Regions from separate parts of the Sus scrofa genome. Here regions 2 and 3 are each linked to region 1. A link is a contact called in public promoter capture Hi-C data. All regions are on one chromosome and are shown on one strand. The core of a region is the stretch at or near the end of the contact, and the rest is flanking DNA. Distances in the headings are between cores, read along the strand shown. Region 1 holds the start of ASXL1 (putative Polycomb group protein ASXL1). Region 2 holds the start of TM9SF4 (transmembrane 9 superfamily member 4). Region 3 holds the start of POFUT1 (protein O-fucosyltransferase 1).

Region 1 (4,337 bases), core at 942-3,441:
AAAAATCAGGTCAGACAATTTTTGGGTTGTGGAGGTGGGATTCTTCCTTTCCCTCTGTTGGAGTGAAGTTAGAAGGGGACAGAAGATTTTAAAGCACCTTATTTCACCGTCTACCGTCGATTTACTGTGCAGGATTTTGTTTATTGGACACCAAAGTCTTGTGTGATGTGCATTAGAAACAGGAGCACTGGAGTTCCTGTTGGGGCTCAGCGATAACGAATTTGACTAGTATCCGTGAGGATGTGGGTTTGATCCCGTGCCTCGCTCAGTGGGTTAAGGATCCAGCATTGATGTGAGCTGTGGTATAGACTGCAGACTTGGCTTGGATCCCAAATTGCTGTGGCTGTGGTGTAGGCTGGCAGCTACAACTCCCATTTGACCCCTAGCCTGGGAACTTCCATAAAAAGCAAGCAAGCAAGCAGGAGCACTGAACTCCTTGTTAGGCTTGGGCAGCATGGTGTTGGTCTTCCCTAAGCATTGGCTCTCCCGTGTGCTGACCTCAGGGAGTGAAGAGTGTGCTTCCTCAGAGGGAAAAACTTTCAAATATGGCCACTGACCCTTCCTCCCTAATTTTAAAGAACTGGCCATTATCCAATTTAAGGCTGATTCTAGGAATGTTTCTGGATATTGGCTGATTCAACAACCAGGCACAGAAAACCTATGTGTTGGGTACTCTGAATCTCATTTCATTTCGTGCTCTGCAACCAAGGCTCAGAGAGGGTAAATACATTGCCCATTGCCTCTCAGCCCGGTACCTATTAAACACTAGCTCTATGCCAGGAGCCAAATTATATATACCCATTCACACCCTCTTCCAACATGCCAGGTGTTTTATGTTGATTTTAATCTCAATAATGCTGTTAGGTATTACGCTGATAACCTGGACTGGCTGGTCTAGGTCCGTTTGACCCCAGGTTCTGTGTTCTCTCCAGGGTACTGCCTCAAAAAAGGCCTCAGGTGCATTCTGGAAAGTATGGCCCCTAAGTCCAAGTTCTTTACACCACCCATATCACCAAGTTCACTAGGTGGTAAGAACACTGTGGGCTGGGGTGCAGCTTCTGCAAATACAGCTTCTGCAAACACAAAGCGGCATGAAAGCACAGGAGGAAATGGGAAACTGTCTAGGTCCCTCAATCATGAAATAACCGTTTTACTGGTATGAGTTTCTTTTTGTCTCATTATTATGCGGCAGTGAGTCATTTAGCGGAGGACCAAAAGGGAAAGTCCTGTCACTTGTCACCTACAAGAAGTGTCCGTGAGAATCGCTTAGGCGGAGAAAGGCACTAAGTGGGGGGTGGGGGTTGAGCTACCAGTTGTCAATCCCCACCCTTAACAGCGCGACGGCCCGCAAGAGAGAAGCGCAGAAGGGGTTAAACCTAGCACGGTGGAGGTGGTGTGGTGGGGATCCAGCCACCGCCCCTTCCCAGCATTACCTCCCATAATGCTTCAGGCCCCCATCCAGTTCCCGCACCTCGCGAGACTCCACCCAGCCCCTTCCCCGAAAGACTGTCTTTCCCCCTTCCTCACCGAGCTCTGCGCGGGGCGGAGGAAAGGAGGGGAGGGCGGAAAAGACGGGCCGCTGGGATCGCCGGGAAGTGTGGTCCGAAGGTTGCAAGCAGCCATATTCTTCCGGAGCGGGAGAGGCCAGACAGGCAGCCTGGACTACGACTCCCAGCCACCTTTTCGGTTTGTTTTTGTTCAAAAAAAAAAAAAAAAAAAAAACCCCACAGTCCCCCTCCTCACTCTTCACACACACTCACACACACCCACAGCAGACACGCATATACCCTGGCGCCGAAGGGAAAGCCGCGTCTCGCCTTCCTGCCCCGCCGCCAGTCTAGTCTTGGCCCCTCAGCAGAGCGGGAAAGCGGAGGCCAGAGCTGTGACCTCTGACCCCATGGTTATGCGGTGCCGCCGCATTCCTTAGCGATCGCGGGGCCACTGCTGCCGCCGCCTCCACCGCCACCGCCGCCGCGGGCGACTGACGCAGCGCGGGCGCGTGGAGCCGCCACCCCTCCCCCACCGCCGTCCTCGCGCCGGGTCTCGCGCCAGCCGGTCCCCAGCGCGCCCGCCCCTTCTCCCCGGCCGCACCCGAGTCCTCGCGCGCCGCCGCCGCCACGCGCCCCCCGCTGCTGCTGCCGCCGCCGCCGCCGCCGCCGCCGCCGCCCCAGCCCCGCGCCGCCGCCGCCGCCCTAGCCCACCCCGCCCGGAGGTCCCGCGTGGAGCCGCCGCCGCCGCCGCCGCCGCCGGGGAGGAGGAGGATGAAGGACAAACAGAAGAGGAAGAAGGAGCGCACGTGGGCCGAGGCCGCGCGCCTGGTGAGGCGGGCGGCAGAGGGGGGCTTGGTGGGGGGGCGTGTGGAGGGTGGGTTGGGCGGGCACCCCCCCACCGGGAGGGGGAGGGGTGAAAGCCCTGCCCACCGCAGGAGGGGGCGGGCCACTCGGGAACGGGACAGTCCCCCCCCAAGGCGTTCGGTGGGGAGAGGTCCCCCGCCGGGTCGGATGTGGCGCCTTTTTCTGCACGCTTCCCCCCCCCCCAAATTCCTGCGGAGGGGCGAGCTGGCTGGCCGGCTCCTCCCTCTCCGGGCGGCGGGGCCTCAGCCACCCCTCCCCCACTATTTGGCAGTATCTCGGGGGTCTGGGGAAGCTTCGTTTGTGCACCCGGGGGAGTTAGGTTTCCGGGAAAGGTCGGAAGCTCCTCCCTCGCTTCCTGGTGGGCAGTGGGGTAGTGCGTTTGACTCCGGGGGTGGGAAAGAGCCCCCAGTTTCAAGGACGCGAGTGGCATTTTGAGATTTCGAAATCTAAACCAGGTGTGTGGAGGGAAACAAATGCTTACTCCCAGCTTGAACCCTGAGCTGTGGTTCTCAAACTTTAGTGTCCTGTGGGGACACCTGGGGAGGTTGTTAATGAATACTCATCTTAGGGTCCTACCTAAGACCTTTTGAGTCTTAGATTCTGAAGTAGAGCCTGAGTATGTTCATTTTAACCAGCTACCCAGGTTGGTTGTAATGCAGGTGGCCCACCGACCACACTTTGAGAACTGCTGACTGGACTTCATAAGTCTGGACATAGGCATTCTGCAGAGAACTAAGTACACTTTGCAAAGAATGTATCTGTGTGTTCTCTATTCCTTGTTGTCCTGGTGCATGTATACATGCAGTGTTGGACAAAGACTAAGTGTCTCTGAAGATACTGCTTACTGAGGACTTAGCAAAGGAGAGAGTAATTTGAGTATTTGGAGCTGTCTGGTGAGGGAGGTTGTGAATTTTCTGTTCTCAGTGTCACAAGACTTGCAAGTGAAATATCTTCCTTTTGGATTTGCACCCACAAAGCTAAGACACTTTGAGACATATTCTTATAAAATCTTGCTGATGACAGTAGTAACAGGTTATACTTGTCTCAGAAATGTCACTTTCTCAGAATTATCACAAAGCAGGGTTATAGTGCAGATGGCACACTTGTCTCTCGACAACTTGTAGTTTATATGCAATTGCTATAATTCACTTTTAATGATGAATGAAGCTCAACTTTCTAATCTTTCATTTTATTGGAGAGTGAGGTTCTTGCCTCAGAGGTGTTGTGCAGAAGAAGATGAACGTGTGTTTGAGGTTTTTAGAAAACTATGGTTCAACTTTTTCTTTCTTGGAGCCTGTAAAACTCAGTCGTTGACTTAAAAAGAACTAATGCTGTTTAGTTTATAGGAAAAATTTGGAGTACCTGATCATCTTCCCCAGGCATCTGTTACCCAAGGAACAGAAGTAGCAATTAGTTTGTGTGTTGAAGTTTTGTGCTTCAGTTAACTTGTTTTGGTTTGGCATATGAAATATGAAGATTTCGAGGTACCTAAATATTTTTCTCAGATTCAGTCAAGTTTGGAAGTTTTGGTTAGCTTTCAGGATCTCTTGTTAACTTTAGGATTTTTCCAATGTTTCTTCACCTGGAAACAAATTGAGGCCTGAAGGAGAGTAGGAGAGAGCCAGAAGGCCGTGCTCTCTTTCTCCTTGAGTTGGGTCTTTTCATTGAAATTCTCCTCTTGAGTTTCTGTTATGCAGGTGTTTATGACTTTGGGCACCAGAAGGAAATTTGCTTGCCAGAGTTTTACTTGTTAGAGGTAGGTGAAAGTACCTTTAAATCCTGTGTTATGTACTGACGGAATTCTAAAGTCCGCTTGTCTCAAAGCTCTGTTAGCTCTTCCTGGTTGAAAGGCACTAGGAATTTGGGGTCCACTGTTCTGTTAAGTCTCTTTAGGTTCTTGAATTTACTGTTATTTGCACTTCAGTATCCAGGTTGCTATTTCTGTTTTACCATTGTCTCAACTCTTGCCAGATTATCCTGGTA
Region 2 (4,337 bases), core at 1,241-3,740, 220 kb before region 1:
TCCTGAGTTGCTGTGGCTGTGGTGTAGGCTGGCAGCTGGACCCCTAGCCTGGGAACCGCCATATGCTACAGATGCAGCCCTAAAAAGACAGAAAGACAGAAAGGAAGGAAGGAACAAAGGAAGAGAGGGAGGGAGGGAAGGAAGAAAGAAATTTGTGCATACTGTGATGCTGGTGGGTGATAGACAGAGATGGGAATCTAAACCTGGGCAGTCTAGCTCCAGGATTTTTTTTTTTTTTTTTTTAGGGCCACACCTGTAAGTTCCCAGGCTAGGGGTCAAATGGAAACTGGCCTATGCCACAACCAAAGCAACACCAGATCCAAGCTGAGTCTGTCTGCAAGCTGAGTCTGTCTGCAAACTACACCACAGCTCATGGCAACACCAGATCCTTAACCCACTGAGGCCAGAGATGGAATCCGCATCCTCATGGATACTAGTCGGGTTCATAACCCACTGAACTCCTAACTCCAGGATTCTGATATATTTATGTATGTTACCAAAGGAGACTGGGATCTGAAAGCCTTTGGGAAAAACAGAAAGTATAAGGAGAGTAAAAAGAAATACTGAGGAATAATGAGCCATTTTTGGGGGGTTTTGTTCCTTATCAATCATCTCCCTTAAGGCATCCAGAAATAATGGCAAACACCTAGGATTCAAGCTCCAGAAGTGGTTCCAAGTTTGGAGCCTATGGCTTAGTAGCTGTGACACTTCAGACAAATCCCTCCCCTAGTCTTTCAAGCTTCCTCCCCTTGAGGATTTATCTGTTCTGCTACTCTTCAGGGTGGTTGTGTGGGTCACAGGAGTTATTACATATGTGTTTCAATTATTTATTGCTGCATGAGAAACTACTCCAAAATCTAAAACAACTAGGCTCAGCTGGGCAGGTTTTTTGCTCCATGTGGCATCAGATAAGATTATGCATATGGCTGCATTCGGCTGGCAGTTCAGCTAGGGTTAGAATGTCTGTGATGATTTCATTTACATTCTAGTGCTCAGCTGGAATCTAGAGTATCTTGAGGAGTTAGCTGGGCCTCCCTCCTCCATGTGGCTCTCCAGCTGGGTAGCCAGACATCTTTAGACCCAAGATAATAGAAGCAAAAGCTGCCAAGTCTCTTCAGGCTTAGACTCAGAATTGGCAGGGTCATTTATACAACATTCTATGGGTTAAAGCAAGTGATAAGACCAGCCAGATTCAAAAGGAGGAGAAATAGCTTACTCCTTGATGGGAGAAACAGCATCCTCATGCAAAGATGAGAGGGCTTATTGGCAGCCGTCTTTGCCCACAATCCACCACAGTCATGCTCATAGGTGGGGAATCAAAGTTCAATTGACCCCCTACCAAAAGGTAGGATTAGACTAGAGTCTTACGAATAGTTTTTGCATAATGCCAAACACTGTAGCACACAGCAAATGTTCAGTAAGTGATTATTATTAACCATTATTATTTTAACAACTTCCCCTAACAGTTACAGATAGCACAGGTACTATATCCACTTCACAGTGATACATGGACCAATGATAACACCACAACTCTTTGGGTTCCCTTTTCCAGATACTGGAAACTGAGGCTTAGGAAGGTTGAGTGACCTGCCTTGAGTCATACGCTTAGGTAGCTAGCACATGGTGAAATCCACATTCAAAAATGTCTTCCCCTGGAATTCCTGCTGTGGCACAACTGAATCATCAGAGTCTGCAGTGTCAGGAGGCAGGTTTGATCCCTGGCCTGGCACAGTGGGTTAAAGAATCTGGCAGCTCAGAGCTGACCCCTAGCAGAGGAACTTCATATGCTGCAGAGCAGCCAAAAAAAAAAAGAAAAAAAAAAGTATGTGTGTGTGTGTGTGTGTGTGTGTGTGTGTATTATATATAGTCTTCCTTCACTAACTATGCTGTTTTTCCTTCATTCATTGGCATCCACCATATGCTCAAAGGAGTATACATAAGAGTATAATGAGGAGTTCCCTGGTGTCTCAGCAGGTTAAGGATTCGGCTTTATCATTGTGGCTCAGATTGCTGCTATCAAGTGTGTTTGATCCCTAGCCCCAGGAACTTCCATAGGCAGTGGGTGCGGCCAAAAAAAAAAACAAACAAAAACAAACAAACAAAAAAAACGGTATAATGACAATTAGTTATTGAATAATACTACATAACATTATGTCACTGGATCCTTACCGTAAGTCTATAATGAAGGTATTATAATAATCCCCTCTCCATTTCACAGATACGAATGAGGCAGTGAGGTTAAAGACAGCATCTTACCCACAGAGGGATTATAATCTATTGGAGAGGATATAGAATATTCAAGCAAATAATTAAAAACATAATTACAAATTATTCGGTTAATAGAGCCCTGGTACCGACCCAGTGGGGAACCTCAGGTAACCCTGGCAAAGGGTCTCCCTGCCAATAGTAAAGATGGAGCCCACAGAACAAGCGCGTTTACGCACACCGCCATTACCCACAATGCAGTGGCAGGAGGGGGAGGAGCAGGTTCTGCCAGAAGTTAATATGGTCCCCATAGTTACACCATCCTCTCTTTTCACCTAATCAGCGACCTGATTGCCCAGACCAGGCTACCGATCAGGAACTAAGCCTCCTTCGTGCCTCCACTCACCGTGACCACAGGAGCGACTGAAGCCAGGCAGCACCTCAAGGAGTTCAACTCCGTAACCAAGGAAACACCACTTCCGCTGACGTCATTACGGCGACACGTGGATCCAAGATGGCGGCGGGGATGGTGAGTGAAGGAGACTCTGGGAGCCGGAGAAGGAGCGGGGCCCTCCGGGGATCCCAGGACCCTCTGGTGTCCTATTCCTGGTCTGATCCATCTCCACGACCCCTAGCTCAGGCCTGAGAGACATTCCTGATTGGACTCGTTTATCCATAAACTCCGCCCCTTGCCCCGGCCTTTGCCCTGCACTCAGGCCTGTCAAGGCCCGAAGTTTTGGGGGAGGCACAGGGTCGGAGGAAAGGTCTTGGCTGCACCCTCCGCCAGTTCTTATTCTGACTTTGGTCCCTTCCATTATGACCTCCACTTTCCAATTTTCACATCCCAGCCCTGTCCCTTCTGAAGAGCCCCCCATTATTTCCACCTTCGCTCCTTCTCACGTCCAAACCCCGCTCTCTCCGCCACTCCGCCTCTCCACTATCCTGACTAGTACGCGGATGCGACCTCACTTCTGTCCAGCCTCCCAGCCCAAGCCATGTCCTCACTACTACCCTCGACTGTTCCCACCGCGCACCTGTAACGCCTGCCAGTGCCCCGAAGCATGCTTTTACCCGCCCCCCATGCATTCTCCATCCCCACATCCATCCCTAATCATTTATCCTGCCTTTTCTCAACTCCCTGCCTCTCTCCTGGGGAGCTTTTATCCCACTGGTTCTCAACTTTACTGTGCGTAAGACTGGGCGGCGGGGGGGGGAGGGGTGATGGGGGAGACTTGTTAAAAATGCAGTTTCCAAAGATTCTAATTCGTAAGGCTAGGTGATGCCCAGGAATCTGCACTTTTATAAGACTCCAGTGATTATGATGGTCTGTAATTTTGTTTTGAAAAGCACTATACCAGCCCCGCGTGGCTCCATCACCTACCTATGCTCCTACAGGGCCACACAGCTCATTAGGATGAAGCCTGTGTGAGGATAAGGGTGTATGGACAAGCTGTACAAGGAAAGTGGGTCAGGACTTGCTGGCTCCTGGTGCAGAACGCTGGAAGTAGATCTATGAAGGACTAGCCCAGTCTCCTTACAGAAACTCGGCTGATGTTCTGTTTGTCAAGAAACCAGAACTAGGGAGTTCCCATTATGGCACAGTGGAAACGAATCTGACTAGTATCCATCAGGATGCGGGTTCGATCCCTGGCCTTGCTCAGTGGGTCAGGGATCCGGTCGCAGACTTGGCTCAGCTCCTGAGTTGCTGTGGTGTAGGCCGGTAGCTGCAGCTCCGATTTGACCCCTAGCCTGGGAACTTCCATATGCCGCAAGTGTGGCCCTAAAAAAGCAAAAAAAAAAAAAAAAAAAAAAAGAAGGAAAGAAACCAGAACCAAAACTGAAGTCACTTAGTCCAAACTAGTTTTCTAGGTGTGCCTGTATGTTGCTTCCTCAGCAGGTAATTTCATCCTGTGAGTGCTTGCAAAGGACATTTGACTTTAGCAAAGGAAAATTCTTTTTTAATTCTTTGGTTTGATTTTCTCCAAACAGGTGTAGGTTATCAGCTGATAACAAGTTCCCCTCCAGCTAACCAACTGATAAATTATCTTTTTTTTATTTAATGAGGGATTCATTATTTAGAACCTCAGGGGTCAGCCAGAAGACTTAATAGCCTTGCTGTGGTTTTAGACTTC
Region 3 (4,337 bases), core at 729-3,228, 130 kb before region 1:
TAAAATAGCTTTTATCCCTCCTGCCCAAGAGCTACTTGGGGATCTGAAGAACTCAATTCAACACCTGCCGAGGAGGAAACACACCCAGGAACTTTCCTTGGGGTGGACAGAATCTTCCCTTAAGCAGAACTCAAAACAGCAAGTGGGAAATTATAAATAGACTTAAGAGATTAAAAAAACAGGTCCTGACCTGGGCATTAGAAACAAATCCCAAAGACACACTGACTGGCTGGAAAACAGTGAGAAGGAAAAAGGCGAATGGGAATAGCTGCCCCACTCACTTACTCACTCACACACACACACTCCAGAGTGGTGGGAGAATTAAATTACAGGGAGGCTGGAGTGTCTCAATGACTTGCATCATTCCAAGAGACATCAAACAGGATTAACAGGGGTTGGATTTACTCTCGGGCTGCTAGTTCTTCTGTCAGTGTAGATGGGCCCTCTTTGGAGTCTCTTTGATTCACTGTTTCCTCTGATTCCCGCTGCCTCCCACTCCTGAGAAGGCCTTGAGCAAATGGCTGCAACTCACTACAGCCCCATTTTCAGGAATGGGGAAACCTGATTAGACTTCCCACCCCAACCTGGAGGCCTCACCTTGGGGGGTAGGGTTAGAAACCCCAGGCCAGACTATTTCAGAGTCCCAGGCAGACAGGTGGGAATACACACAAGCCAGCAAACAGGTACACTTGTAGGTGAAAACATCAACAACTCCCCACACCTGAGGTCCCCTTATCTTGCAGCTTACAGGTCCCTTTCCCCCACCCAGCTGGGGCCACAGCCTGGGACAGAATTTGCAGGGAACCCCCTGGCTCCTGGGCAGTTTCTAGACCACCATACTGCGGGCAGGCATGTTAAACGCCTTAGCTGGGAGGGCTGGGGGTGGACGGCTGCCAGGCCAGGGACAGAAATTCGGGTTTCAGGGATGAGAGGTAGGGAGGAGCAAGTTATCTGGGTCCCTAAGAGGAACCCACCGACCCGCAAAGAAAGAGACGGTGTGGAGGGAGCAGGGCGGATTACCAAGGGCTGGTAGGTTAAAGGGGCTAAAAGCGAATTCCCTGAATTTCAAGACTCAAAATGGTACTGGGTGTAAGCTGTCTAGGGCTTGGGGGTTACGACCCTCGAGAAGGGGTTTCTGCATAGGGCTCATGTGGGTTTCCCAGAACCAAATATTTGGGAAAAGGCTCAAAAAGGGCTATGTGGTTGCGGGGAATAGAACAGAAGGGAAAGAGCGCACTATTTGGAGCAGGAAAGGGGGTTATGTGGGTCCGGGTAGGCGTGTCTAAAGGGAGGGAGCAGGTGCAGCTTATCTGCGTCCCCCAGACCCGAGTTCCTAGTAAGGTCAGCAGCGCGTTATCTGGGTCTCCAGGGAGCCTGGGGGTCGGGAGTGGGTGACCCCCCCAGGGCTACATCTCCAGGTCTCGGAAAGGAGGGGGGCAGAGGGTTTCTTCGGGTACCCCAGACCCGGATATCGGGTCCAGGGAGAGTTTTTGTCTCCCTGGGGCCTATCTGGGTCCGCGCTGGAGCAAAGGGGACCTCCGGTCGGGGGTGTGGGCGACCGCGCTGAGGGGCCCGCGATGAGGGGCGCCGCCGCTCTGGGAGCGGGGAGCGCGGGCGCAACAAGACGGCCTCCCGCCCCGCTCCCCGCCGTCCCCCGGGGCCCTCGTCGGCACTCACCGCGCTCGGGGCCCCGCGCTGCGGGCCGGGCCGCGCTCGGGCTCCGCCAGGCCCGCTCAGGCCCCGGTAGTGGCGGCGGTCGGGCCATTGTGCGGTGCATTGTGGGAGCCGCGCGAGCGGGAGCTCGGGCAGGGGAGGGGGCGGTGCCGCGGGCTCTCTATGGTCCCGCCCGCCCGCCGGCTAGAGCGGCCGGGGCGGTGCGCGGGCGGCGCGCGCAGACCGCCGGGAGCGGGGCGGACGCTCGCGCCCCTCCTTCACTCCCCGCCTCCGCGCCGTTGCGTGCTCGGGCTCCGGAGCAGATATGGGCGCCGCCGCGTGGGCATCGTCGCCCCTGCCGCCACTTGTGTCTCTCCTGCTGCTACTTCTGCCGCTCCCGGGGCTGCCTGCGGTCTCCTGGGACCCGGCCGGTTATCTGCTCTACTGCCCATGCATGGGTAAGGCCTCCTGAGCCCTCTGCTCAGATGGGGAAACTGAGGCCCAGAGAGGAGAAGCCGCTCCTCTGAGGCACCCAAGAGACGCCTTGGCATGTCCGAGAAAAGACCCCAGCGAGGGGCAGGGCCTGCTTCTTGCCTCTCTGCCCTAGTTGCCAGGGCACTGAGGGCCCTCTTTGTCCAAGCTTCCATTTGGCAGATGAGAATACTGAGGCCAGGAGAGTTTAAGTGTCTTGGCTCGAGGTCTAAGCCAGCCCAGTCCACTAAATGTAGTGGGGCAGGACTTGTTGTCACTGATGCAACGCTCCTCTGGGCGATTCTTTCATTCATTCAACAAATATTCACAGGGCGCCTCCTCTGTGCCCAGCCCTATTCTCTGCTCTGGGAATACGGTGGTGATAAGGCAAAGCTCCATGCCCTTGAAAAGCCTTCGTTTTAGTTGAGAAAGACAGACCATAAAAGGAAAACATAAAAAATAAGTAACTACACAGTATCTTAGGAGAGGATGAGCGCTATGGGAAAATAAAATAGAGCAGGGTAAGGAAGAATCTAAAGGCTGATTGAGGGCTGCAGTTTAAGTGGGATGGTGGATTTTTATTGTTAAAATCATTCCTTCCTAACATCCTCCAGACTCCTGACCATGAAGATTTGGCCCTCTGCCCGTTATCTCCACCACACTCTTCCCAGATTCTCCAGCTGTAGGCACAGTTATCCCTTCTGTTCCTTACACATGCTTGGATCCTGCAGCTTCTGCTATTGCCTATGCTAGTCCCTCTGCCTGGAACACCCTCTTCTTGCCTTCTGCCAGACCAGCTCCTCCCCATCCTCAGCCAGAGCTTAAATGTCACCAGAAAGCACTTCACTGACCTCAACCCAAATAACCTTCTCCAAATTGTTCTCTATCACCAAACGTTTTAAATTTTATTTTGGATGTATCTTTTTTTTTAATTTATTTTTTGAATGTATCAAAATTTATCACTGTATGTTTTTGTTTTTTGTCTTTTCTAGGGCCGCACCTGTGACATATGGAGGTTCCCAGGTTAGGGGTCCAATTGGAGCTGTAGCTGCTGGCCTACGTCATGGCCACAGCAACACCAGATCCAAGCCACAGCTGTGACCTACACCACAGCACGTGGCAATGCCGGATCCTTAACCCACTGATTTGAGGCCAGGGACTCAACCTCATGGTTCCTAGCCAGATTCGTTAACCACTGAGCCACAACGGGAACTCCTTATCACTATATGTTTAATGTCCCCCTGGCTGGACTGTGAAGGCCTTGAAGGGAGAGACCTTGTCCGTGCTCACGCCTGTATCTCAGCAACACCTAGCAGAGCACCTGACTTGGATTGGAGCTGGTCAACATTTGTGGAATGAATGAATGGATGTCATACTGGGTATAATGCAAAGAATCAGACAGGGTCCTTACCCCTGAGGCATTCAGAGGCTGAGGAAACAGCAGAAGGCCAGGAAGTGTGAAAAGACATTCTAGGAAGAGTGGAAAGCCATAAGTAACTCAGATCAAAGGTGGGAGGCAGAGGAGGGAGACTGAATTCGGCAGAGGGGTAGTGAAAGGCATCCCAGTGAGTGAGGCATTGGAGTGTAAGTGAGAGGCAAGAGCGGTGGAAGGGCACTCCTGGCTGATGGAACAGCAAGAGCAAAGGCATGGCGTGGGGATGGGACGTGTAGAGGACATTTGGGAAACAGCAGGGGATCTGCAGTGTCTGAGGCAGGGCCTGAAGGGCCTTGACTGTTGGACCTAGGAGTCCAGGCTTGATGCCATACTGCCAGCTCCCCTGGCTGTCCTTGATGTCTTGGCCCTCCCCATCCCTGGCTCCGCATCCTTTCTGAGCCTTGCATGCCCTGAGCCCCCAATGCCCCAGGCCTCACTTCACCTGCGGTATACCATCCAGGGCGCTTTGGGAACCAGGCTGATCATTTCTTGGGCTCCCTGGCATTTGCAAAGCTGTTGAACCGCACCCTGGCTGTACCTCCTTGGATTGAGTACCAGCATCACAAGCCTCCTTTCACCAATGTGAGTACCTCCCACTGTTGGCCCAGTTCACCCTTTCCCAGTCCTGCGCCCACTGCTTGACCCCAAGTCGTGCTGTAGGCTTTACCTCCCACCCCTCAGAATTTGCCTTTTCCCACACCCAAAACTGTCTTCCCTGGCTCATGGGCTAGCATTTATCCAGCCCCTGCTCTCTCTTCTAGGCACTGTGTCTGAGCAC

What was found. Promoter capture Hi-C pulls out the DNA fragments that hold promoters and counts their contacts.
Region 2: a contact with region 1 is called in a promoter capture Hi-C map of liver, with 4 times the contacts expected there. The contact joins the promoter of TM9SF4 here to the promoter of ASXL1 in region 1. A contact is called at or near these places in 2 of 5 promoter capture datasets (fetal liver and liver), 3 of 47 Hi-C or Micro-C datasets (heart right ventricle and liver) and 1 of 2 datasets of contacts at active chromatin or transcription factors (alveolar macrophages).
Region 3: a contact with region 1 is called in a promoter capture Hi-C map of fetal liver, with 5 times the contacts expected there. The contact joins the promoter of POFUT1 here to the promoter of ASXL1 in region 1. A contact is called at or near these places in 2 of 5 promoter capture datasets (fetal liver and liver), 3 of 47 Hi-C or Micro-C datasets (epiblast stem cells, fetal liver and heart right ventricle) and 2 of 2 datasets of contacts at active chromatin or transcription factors (alveolar macrophages and skeletal muscle).

What each region holds. Positions count from the first base shown.
Region 1 is chr17:35,983,787-35,988,123 of Sscrofa11.1, forward strand. It overlaps ASXL1 (putative Polycomb group protein ASXL1), which reads left to right and starts at 2,192. Exons shown (of 12, transcript XM_021077427.1): 1 at 2,192-2,318. The coding sequence starts at 2,262.
Region 2 is chr17:35,762,613-35,766,949 of Sscrofa11.1, forward strand. It overlaps TM9SF4 (transmembrane 9 superfamily member 4), which reads left to right and starts at 2,491. Exons shown (of 18, transcript XM_005672825.3): 1 at 2,491-2,734. The coding sequence starts at 2,720.
Region 3 is chr17:35,854,690-35,859,026 of Sscrofa11.1, forward strand. It overlaps POFUT1 (protein O-fucosyltransferase 1), which reads left to right and starts at 1,979. Exons shown (of 7, transcript NM_001129952.1): 1 at 1,979-2,111; 2 at 4,020-4,141. The coding sequence starts at 1,979. It overlaps PLAGL2 (zinc finger protein PLAGL2), which reads right to left and starts at 1,875. Exons shown (of 3, transcript XM_003359941.5): 1 at 1,678-1,875.